Regions from separate parts of the Sus scrofa genome. Here region 1 is linked to region 2. Evidence: chromatin contacts called from public HiChIP or PLAC-seq data. All regions are on one chromosome and are shown on one strand. Each heading gives the region's core, a stretch centred on a gene start, on an enhancer-like site or on the middle of the called end of the contact. The rest is flanking DNA. Distances are from core to core; before and after follow the strand shown.

The links. HiChIP or PLAC-seq counts read pairs in DNA pulled down with a chosen protein or histone mark.
Region 1: a contact with region 2 is called in an H3K27ac HiChIP or PLAC-seq map of skeletal muscle, with 3 times the contacts expected there. The contact joins two enhancer-like sites. A contact is called at or near these places in 5 of 47 Hi-C or Micro-C datasets (fetal heart ventricle, heart right ventricle, psoas muscle and 1 more) and 1 of 2 datasets of contacts at active chromatin or transcription factors (skeletal muscle).

What each region holds. Positions count from the first base shown.
Region 1 is chr1:241,192,234-241,197,639 of Sscrofa11.1, reverse strand. All of the region lies in intron 4 of LOC106509214 (a long non-coding RNA gene), which reads left to right. Among named protein-coding and RNA genes, the nearest start is that of SEC61B, 210 kb to the right of the region's middle. Within about 2 kb of position 3,944, at least 2 of the 83 cell types and tissues checked have an H3K27ac peak or open chromatin away from gene starts, as enhancers often do. A contact at or near this core is called in skeletal muscle, where this site is marked.
Region 2 is chr1:241,123,757-241,129,264 of Sscrofa11.1, reverse strand. No RefSeq gene overlaps it. Among named protein-coding and RNA genes, the nearest start is that of SEC61B, 140 kb to the right of the region's middle. Within about 2 kb of position 1,289, at least 3 of the 83 cell types and tissues checked have an H3K27ac peak or open chromatin away from gene starts, as enhancers often do. A contact at or near this core is called in skeletal muscle, where this site is marked.

The sequences.
Region 1 (5,406 bases), core at 2,695-5,194, 66 kb before region 2:
AATTCAGAAAAATGGAAAGAAGATGTTTATAAATCGCTAGAAAGGAAAACTATGGACGTGGAAGAGAAAGGCCAACCCACATAAGCATATTAGAGTTTCTGGAAAAGAGAACATGAGATATAAATGCATTGCAAGATAACATAGAAGGAAACTTCTGTATAAAGCAAGAGCTGAACCTGCAGGAAAACAAAGCACTGATTCCAGAAAGAAAATCAGAATCAAAAAACCTTGACGCATATCTCGAGTTACTATAATGATAAAAGAGTGTTGTGGCTGTAATTTTTATTCTATGTAAAGTATCCCAAGTTAAAAAAAAGTCAAGCTGGCCTCTGATTTCTCTTTTGGGACATTAAATGTCAAAAGATTTTAACACTCTATGCAGAGTTATAAGAATGTTTTACACAAATATTTTATATCCATCAAATTGTTATTTATGTGTGAAGGTAATAGGCAGGTATCACTAAAAGCAAACAAACAAAAAGAATCCAAGGAATATAGCAGTCATGAGCCCTTCTTGAGAAAAAACAATATCTATAGATAAAATCAAGTTGATCTTGGGACATAAACCACAGTACTAATTTTTTTCTCCATGTGTCCCTGTGTTCATTTATTTAATAATCGTATAAGAACAATAGGAGTAACAGTGGTAATAGTAATAGTAATTGCAACTACCATTTATTTGTTGCTTCCTAAATGCTGGGCACTTTTTACTCATTATCTCACTCAGTCCTTACAGACCCCTATGGAATAGTAATATTATCACCCCATTTTATTTTATTATTATTATTATTTGTCTTTTTGTCCATTTAGGGCCACACTCACAGCATATGGACGTTCCCAGCCTAGGGGTCAAATCGGAGCTACAGATGCTGGCCTATGCCACAGCTATGTAGGATCTAAGTCGCATCTGCGACCTACAACCCAGTTCATGGCAACGCCAGGTCCTTAACCGACTGAGCAAAGCCAGTAATCCAATCTGCAACCTCATGGTTAAAAGTTAGATTTGTTTCCACTGTGCCATGACAGGAACTCCTTCACCCCATTTATAGTTGGAGATACAATTAAAACTTCAGAGAAACAGAGTTTCTAGTAAGCAGCAGACCCACATGTTGACTCTTCATCTTCTGACTCTTCCATTTATATCTTTTCTATCACTTTAATCTCTGTGTCTTTTTCCTCTGCATTCTGAGAGATCACCTCAAGTTTACTCTCCACATTACATATCTGATTTTCTGAAAAGTTAACTCTGTCCTTTACTACCTTATGCCACTTATCAAATTACTATAGTATTGTCTTTGCATATATTCTTTAACTATTTCATTACATATTAATATATTGTCTTGCCATCTTTCATCTCTTCCTTTTTAGAATGTTTGTTTTTATTTTCTCAATAGCATAAGGTGGACTCTCTCTAAAATTTCCTTCCATGACTTGAATGAAATGGCCTTTGTCTATCTCTGAGTGCTACATTTATCTTCTATGTTGTAGAAAGTTTATTTTATTTTATTTTATTTTATTGTCTTTTGGGGGCTGCACCTTTGGCAAATGGAGGTTTCCAGCCTAGGGGTCGAATTGAAGCTTTAGCTGCCAGCCTACACCACAACCATAGCAGTGTGGGATCCCAGCCGCATCTGCGACCTACACCACAGCTCACGGCAATGCAGGATCCTTAACCCGCTGAACAAGGCCAGGGATCGAATCTGTGTTCTCACTGATACTAGTTGGGTTTGTTAACCACTGAAACATGATGGGAACTCAACTTCAATGAATTTCTAGTCTTCCTAGCTCAGGGATGCAACTGTATCAGGAAGATCTTGTACCAAAGGAGCTTTATGTTAAAACTTTCAAGGGAATTCCCATCGTGGCTCAGTGGTAACAACCCAATTAGTATCCATGAGGATGTTGCTGTTGCTGTGGCTTAGGCCGGCAGCCATGGCTCCATTCTCACCCCTGGCTTGGGGACTTCCGTATGCTGTGGATGTGACCCTAAAATGACAAAAACGAACAAACGAACAAAAAACTTTCTGCACCCCTATCTCTCTTGGGCTTAGCCTACATTTCACGTAAGTGGACTGTCTGTGCCCGACAGCCTTCCTATGCTTCTGTCTCCCACATCAGAGAATGTCTGGCCATATCAGAGAAGAGCAGAACCACTTTAGAGAGGCTCCTGCTTAGAAAGAAACCCTGCTCCTTAGGGCTTGCCGTAAGGTGATGCCGGTTACCCCTGGGCTGCCAGCACAACAGATATCAAAGATTGTTCTATGGTAGCAAATGTACTTCAAATGAAGAGTTCTCTGCTCTCTCATGGCCCAGCCTGGCCTATGGCCTGAATGCTTCAGGAATTGGAGATGCCCTTTCTTTGCCTTGGAGGTTTCCTTCAGTAAGATGCCCAGTTTTTTTCCATTTGAAGATCAGAAACTCCTCAAACTTGTGGGAATTCCCTTTGTGGCGCAGCAGTTAACAAACCCAGTTAGGATCCATGAGGATGTGGGTTCAATCCCTGGCCTTTCTCAGTGGGTTAAGGACCTGGCGTTGCCGTGAGCTGTGGTATAGGTCGAAGATGTGGCTCGGATCCTGAGTGGCTGTGGCTGTGGCGTAGGCCAGCAGTTGTAGCTCCGATTCGACCCCTGGCCTGAGAACTTGTATATGCCTCTGGTGCAGCCCTAAAAAGAAAAACAACAACAAAACACAAACAAAAAAGAAAGAACTCTTCAAACTTGTGTGGTTAAAATACTAATCTAGCATCACAAGTGATGTTATTTGTCCCTGTTTAAAATGTTCCACTAGATGATTTCACTTAGTTTCTTAAGGGAGATTAATGTCAATATGCACAACAATATCTTTTCCTTCAACACCCTCCCAATATTTTAGCTTTTTCTCTCTGCTTCTGGCCCCTCAGTTGCAGCAACTTCATCAGATGTTCTTCTCTGGCTTTTTGGATTCAAATCCACACATGACTCCTGGCTCAGTACAGCTTCCTAATACCACTATTTGCTGTACTTCTAGGGAGAGCACTCTGCCAGTCACAGTTCAGTAGCATCCTCTAACTGGATATTTCTGTCCTCACTTCCAATCGGGGTTGGAAAGTTTGGACAGATCTCGATTATTTATTAAGATCTTACTTTTTATTACATTTTGAATAAAGTTTTGAGACAGATCTTAATTTTGTCACATTTGCTTCAATTATTTCTCCCTTTTTTCCTTTTCCCTTCCTTTTCTTTTAAGTGAAAGTGTTCTGCTCAGTTTTAAGATGCTTTGTGACCTAAAAGGGATCAGGGTCTGGAGGGAATCAAAGTTAATTTAGAAGCTGAAAGCCCACGTCTATATTTCCTTGGCAGAATTGAAAGTGACTAAAAGATTCTGTCAGTGTGATTCAACCCAGCTATTTTGTAAAGCCCCAGGCAGGGGTAATGATGGGCGAGGACACCCAGAAATAGAGGCCTCGTCAATTATGAGTACAGCTTATCAAGGCGGCAGTCAATTGAATAAACCTGTTCTACTTAAATCTACTTGGGCTAGGGTTGAGACATGCCTATGGATAAGGAGGGAATTTTCTCAATAAATTGTTAGGGTGGAACAATCTCCACCAAAGGAAAAGCTGATTTCCAAGAAGAGGAAAAAAACCAGGCTCATGTTTTATATAAAGGCAAAACTGAAGTTATTGGACCCTATATATCACTGTTCCTTTGATACAGGATTCCAAAGAAAAGTGATTCAACCATCCTTGTGGCCTGAGCCTGCTGAACCAATGGTTGAGGCAGGAATATGATGAGTGACCAAGTACTCTAAAGCTCCCTGCTTCTTCTCCCAGGAGGCTTTGGCTGGGCTCCCAGCAGAATGTATGACAGGACGAAGTGTCTTGTGAGCACCAAAGGGCTGTACCGCTCAGCTAGCAGAGAGAAGCAGCTATTTGGAGTATAAGGAGGACAGAGATGGGGGCAGCTGATCTGAGCTGGGGCAGCTGATGTGACATCAGCTTTGGCAGGGGAGGTGCTGACAGCAGTGGTTGGATATGGAGTTGTGTTGACAGAAGTCACATCAGCAGACACTGGAGCAGCAGGCAGGATCTTGTGAGTTGTCCCAGAAACAATGCTCTTCTCCCTATAAACTTCCAACATACATGACATCTAGCTGGAACTCATGCAAAAATGTATTGATGCTGCCCACTACCAGTAGCGGAAATAGCAATTGGCTATTTTGATTTGCTGCTTCAAACTGTCTTTCAGAACCCAGCCATTTATAAGTAATAAAATTTCAGTATGCAGGCAAAAAAAAAAAAAAGAAAAAACCCAATAATTAAAGGTTTTTAATTACAGGTAGTCACATGCTGTAACCAACCATCGTATTTCTTAAAATATGAAAAAATATTGGTTGTATGATATGCAATTATTCCACTTACATTAAGGAAGAAAAATACTGCCAAATGAACTATGACATACTAATGACTGAAATTTGCATCCTAGGAGTTCCCATTGTGGCACAGCGGAAATGAATCTGACTAGGAACCATGAGGTTGCAGGTTTTATCCCTGGCCTTGCTCAGTGGGTTGAGGATCTGGCGTTGCTGTGAGCTGTGGTGCAAGAGGACAGCTATGTGGCTCGGATCTGGTGGTGTTGAGTCTCTGGCATAGGGGAGGTGCTTGGAACCTCCATATGCCATGGGTGCGGCCCTAAAAGGACAAAAGACAAAGAAAAAAAAGGAAAAGGAAATTTGCATCCTGATTTCAGAGATAATTAAAAAGTAGAAAAAATGGAGTTCCTGCTATACTGCCATGGGATTGGTGGCGTCTCTGCAGCACCAGGCCGCTTGTCAGATCTCTGGCCAGCACAGTGAGTTAAAGGATCTGGCAGTGTTGCTGCACCTGCAGCCCAGATCTGATCCCTGATCCTGGAATTCCATATGCCACGGGGCAGCCAAAAAAGAGAAAAAAATTTTTTTTTCAAAAATCTGTGTCTTAGAACTGGTGAAATACAGTATATGTCAGGCACTGTGCTCAGCATTGAACTTGAGGCTACAGACAAGATAGATTTCAAGAAACTTATAGTCTGGTAGGGAAAGACAGATACTGAAAAAGCAGTCGCAAGTGTGATTGCACTTGCAGGAGGAGCATGGGAGTCTTCTTCGATAAAGTGGAACTAAAGTTGAGACCTGATGGGGGAACAGGAATTAGCAAAATGAGGGCAAAACTAGAACTTTCTAGGAATAGGGATTGGAGTGTGTAAAGGCTCTGAGTTGGGAAGGTCCAGTGTGAGCAAGAATGAGGGTGACTGGAAAGAGAGTTAGGCAGGGACAGATCACTTGGGACCTCAAACCACCTTAAAGAATTAAGTTTATGGAAAAGCAGTAGGAGACCCCAGGGGTTACTTTACTTGTGGCGGTGATGTGAGAGAGGCATAAGAACAGGTG
Region 2 (5,508 bases), core at 40-2,539:
TCTCAAAACAAAATACAATCTTTATTAATGCTGTTTTTATTATTTTCTTTCTCTGGCTCTGCTCCCCTCCTGACCCCCCACCCCAACTAGAAGAGACCTTTCCCACCTTGGAACCCTTGGCCTTGCTTGTTTCTTTAGATTCTGAGCAGTGACTAATCTGAGACACAGTCACATTGGAATCTAAAAAGAACACTACATGGAGTTCCCATTGTGGCCCTGCAGGTTAAGAACCCAACAAAGTATCTGTGAGGATGCAGGTTTGATCCCTGCCTCAGTGGGTTAAGGATTCAGCATTGACGCGAGCTGCAGAGTAGGTTGCAGATGTGGCGCAGGTAACACATTGCTGTGGCTAAAGCGCGGTTCCACCCCTAGCCTGGGAACTTCCATATGCCACAGGTGCAGCCTTGAAAGAGGAAAAAAACAAAAAACAAAAATCAAAACCCATGTTGTCAAATCCAAATTTATTTCTACCAACAATCAATTTGGTTGTGGCTTCAGAATGAAATATTTTTATTGTATTTCTAAGAGCAAAGCATGCTGAGATTTGCATTCACGTGAGACTGCAGCAGAAACAAAATACAGGGCCAGTTGTAGGACACCCTCTCCTCCTTAGCCCAGCTGTGGGTGGGTGGGTGTCTGTGGGTGTCAGAAATCTCATGGAAACCAAATGCTCCCTGGGTCCCCATCATCAGGACTTTTAAATTGCTCACTCTGGCTCAGACATTTCCTGGAGACTCTGATAAGAGATGGTTGTCTATTTGGTGTCCTAGAGTCAGGAGCCAGGAACCTTGTGGCAAGTAGGGCAAGATACATTGCTTTTATATAATTTGATTTCTTCTTCCTTAAAATGGAGATACTAACGCCGTTTGCCCACTCACCCACTTCACAATTTGCTAGGAAGTTTAAATCAGAGAATTTATGTAACTATGCTGTTGTGAAAGCTGGCAAATGCTTTGAGAATGTTGCTAGTGCTGATGTGTTTGCCATTAGTAAAAATGGGAAGGAGGATTCAGCAAGGCCAAGTGAAATGTTTAAGGTCACACAGCACGTAAGTTGTTGGAATAAGGACTTAATAGCCCTGTTTCACTCTGCAAATGGCTGAAAAGAAATCCCAGTGCCACTGGAAGGCTCAGATGCTGAGCTCTACAATGCTGGGCCAAGTTCAGCCCAGAAATGGGGACACTGATCTGGGATGGGTCCCATTGCTCTCCCCGGCTGACCCTCTCTGCATCTTTGTCCCAGAAGCTTCTCAGGCTTCTCAGCAGTGTGGGTGTCCTGCCTCAGCCAGAGCTGAAATCCCAGAGCAGGGACAGAGAAGCCAGTGTCATGGGGCTTCTGGTTTCAGGATATACTGGAAAGGTGAGAAGGAAGCTTGTCTTCCCATGGATCTGGGCCAGGGCCGGGTGGCAGGGCCTCCCCTGCCAGAAGCTGGGACGTTCCCCAGGTGCCTGGGCATCCCCAGGTCAGCAGAGCTGCCAGCACTTTCCAAAGCATTAGCTTGGGTCAGAAAATAAGTCCTTCAGCCCTTTGTATGGACCAGATGCTTTGTGCTTCAGACAAAACCTGCCCCAGAATCTACAGTCTTGGCAAGCACTTATGTTCCCTCAGTTTAGGGGCTAGTTTGTGGACTAGAAAGTAAAGCCCCATGCACCTGCTTCTTGGAGGATTTGATGAGACCTCTTTATATGCTGTACCTCCACACCTCAACCTCCATGACTTTGACCTTTATGTCGCTGCAGCTTCCCCCCACCCCAACTACCACCTTGCCTCCCCACCCCCAACCCTTGCCAAAATCCCACCCGTTTTTGAGGCCTGGTACAGGTATTACTCCCTCTGTGAAATCTGTTCTGTCCTCCTCCCAGTTGGGAATAATGATGAAAGCCCCTTCTCTGGGCTCTCACAGAATTTTGTGAGCATGGTAGTACATTCCAGCTGGTTTGCACTGGAATTTCCTGAACACCCAGCCTAGAACAGAGTAGCTGCCCTGTTGGTCTGTGGGACTCAAGTCAGGCTTAGTTTTCATCCTTTCTCTTGAAGGGTAGAGCAGAGCCCTGGGCTGGAGGCCTGTAGATGGTTGAGTAGACACTGTGGTATCTACCCTGTTCCCCTTTTCAGGGCCTGTGCATCCCCACACACACCCCGGATGCTCTGAGTGTGACCTGCTTGCCTTTTCCTGACTCACAGCTACCGTCTTTCTTGGGAGAGCTGCCCTCAGGAAACAGGAGTTGCCTCTCCAGTAGGTTACCCACCCTGCCTCAACAACCACCAGCACAGGGCTGACTAAGTGACACAGGGATCTGAAAGGTTGGTGCCTGCCTCTGTAGGGGACACTGTGGCCTAGCGCTTTAGGCTCCAGAGTGCCAGTCCCACTTCCAACCTCCTCTTCAAGGACTAGGCCAAGGCCACTGTTTACCTGAGACCATAGCTTAGAGCTCTGAAAGTCTCATATCCTAGTCCAATCCCTCAGTTTAGGGCAAACAAAGCTGATTGGTTGGCCTAGACTGGGGTGCCGGATTTAGGAAACAAAAATACAGGATTTCCAGTTAAATTCGCATTTCAGATCAACAAAGCGCACATTTTTGGTATAATTACGTCCGATGCAATATTTAGAGCTCCTTGTAGTAAAAAATTGCTCACTGTTTATCTAAAATTCAAATTTAACTGGACACTCTGTATTTTACCTGGTAGCCCCACCCTCAACCAGATCTGTGCTTGTTCCTTTCTCCTCCATATCCTGCTTCTCTATCTCCCTCCCTTGCAGGTTTTTCCCTCTATAAACCAGGGGACCTAACACCCTTTCTCAGCCTCGGCTCCTAAGGAACCTGACCTAAGACTGTCATTGCTCCTTGGGCATCTGCAGTGGCCTGGAAAGGCCCTCCATTCCCCCTGCACTTTGCAGAACACATCTCTTTAGCCCAGTCTGTTGTCACTGGATGGGCAGAGCAGGCCTGAGGAGAGTCTCTGAGTAACCCTGGTGGATGCCGCTACCTCTGACTACCTTCATACAGGACTGGCTTCCTGGAAAACTCAGGAAGACAGGGCATCCAGAAGTCCTTGTGACCACAGGACTTTAAGGAGATGTCTTTAATCCATCCATGACAGAGACAGGGTTGGTGACTTAATAGCTGAGCCTAGATTTTATACTCTGGAACATGAAAACCAGATGAAATGACATCAGAGCATGTTCTAGCTGTGACCTAGTGAGATTTGGAGTTTTCATAAGCCTGACCTTTGTGTTTAATTTATAAAGTAGTGAGCTTCCTATCATTCGGAGGGAGGGGAGGCATTTATCTACCTGCCTATGGCAGATAATTTACATCCATCATCCCCTTTAATCAAACACTGGGGTGTTCAGCAGAGGCAGGATGACAGCTTGGGAGGGTGTGCCAGCCTCTGAGGGGCTGGACTGGAATGACGCAATGGTCTCCCCAGATCTGAGATTCCAGGATTCAGTGGAAACACTGACATCCTAACATTGACAATAAGCCTGTGGCCACTCTGATACCTAGGAATTTGGCAAATGGTTCCAGGACAATGTCCCAGATTTCTTCTACACTTTTCAGAACTGCAAACACTCCCAGACCAACCAGAGGGCCAACTGCTCTCCAGAGACGGGAGGGAGGTGAGAACTGACCCATAAGTCCTCCAAACACAGGAGGCAGAGTCATGCCTTCCTTCCTCCTGCCAGTCACCACGCTGTGCATGCTGTCCCCTCTTCTCGGGAGGCTCGAGTCAGCCATAGACCATGGTCGAGACGTGCTCAGCTGCCAGCCCCAGAGCTGTTTGGCTGAAGGAACTGGCTCTCTGTTCTCTCTCCCACGACTGTCAGAAGGACACCCAGAAGCCCTTGTTTTGTATATAAACCCCATCATGGAGTCTTTGTCCACAACCACATAATCATAGGGCTGGAGGAGCTTGCAGGGCACCTCGTCCAGTCCTTAGCAGACCTGCAAGCAGAGCCACCTCAAAAACACCCCTGCCAGGTGCCTCTGCCTGACACCTTGAAGGCCAAGAGCTTGCTCCCAGCTGGCACCACCCTTGCTTTTGTCGAGCTCCTCAGCCATTAGAAGGTGTGTCTAATGTCTACGAGAAAGCTGACCTTCTGGGGCTTCCTCTCATTCGTCCTTGTTCTTTCACTGATGGTACAGAAAGTCCAGTCTTGTTGGAAGGGGTTGTACAAAGAGCTTCAGGGAGATGTTTGGGGAGAAGTATCATGAGATGATGAGAAATGTCAGAAAGAGAATTGGCAGGTATGTGTGTTTTCTAAAAGGATCTGCATCCTTGCATGCTTTCTAGCATGCTTTTTAAAAGTGTAGTGCTAAAGAGATAATGCCTCAACCCTCTGGAAAACTTGTCCATCCCCAACAACTTACTCTCTGAGAACTACAGAAAACCAGAGTATTGTGTTACTTATTGTTGTGACAAGAAAAGGGTGATCAGGAGGGGAGGAGACTCAAAACTGTGTCACGGGAAAGACCTTTGAAAGAACTGGTTCTGTTTAGCCAGAAGAGTAGATTTGGGTGGTAAAGTAATTGCCTCTGAAAATCTTTCCTGGGGAAGAAGGATTGAACCAATTCCAAATGGAGTAAAGAAAGAATTGGGCCTAGGACAAAAGGGTAAACCATAAGAGTGACCAAAAGCTTTCTGCTAGACAGAGCTATTGAACAGTAAGAGGTCCCTGTCAGTGAAGATGTCCAAGTGAAGTGGGGTTGGGTTGGGGGGCCATTGATGCAGTACAAGCTATGGGTGGGAGGTTGGACCTGATGGCTTTTCATATCTGAGAGACCATGAGTTTGGGGTTGTTGTTTTTTTTTTTGTTTGTTTTGTTTTGTTTTTTTTAAGTATATATGTATCACCGCCAGCACCATAACACACATGTACAATGAAGCTGGGGTATTTAAAGCCAGATGCTCTTTATTTTTCAGAACACATCATTGTAGGGTGTGTGTCTCTTGCTTTGCTTAGCTTTGGTCACCCAGAGATTTTCCCATCGCTGACTTGGTTGTCAGCAAGTAATAAAAGCCTTTCCTCTCTCCTTGGGAGGAGTGGAGCAGATTGTCTGGATCTGCGCGTACTGCCCTGGCTCCGGTCTCAGCACCAAACGCGTTCCTTCTGCGCAGTCTGTTCCCGTTTTGACAATGCAGAGGGGAGAGCTGGAGAAAGTCCCATAGCCAAGGGTTCTGGGAGCTGCGGGGCGGGGCTTTGCTCTGGGATAGGAGGAATCATATTTGCATTTAAGAAAGATATGGCCGGAGTCCCTTGCTCAGGAGAGACACAAGCAGAAAGTTTGGCTGGGGTCAGCCTCTGACCTCACTCCACATCGTTTACAGCCACACCAGTGTTTTCGTAAGGGCGGAGTCTGAAAGAGATTTTTTTTACAGGAGGAAACTCCCCTACACCTCTCTGGCATCCTGGGATTAAAATAATAATAAGTTGGTTTTTCTCTGCATAAGGAATGAGATTGTGCTGTACTGCCTGAGGATGGAGCACTAGAGTCCCTGTTTTATT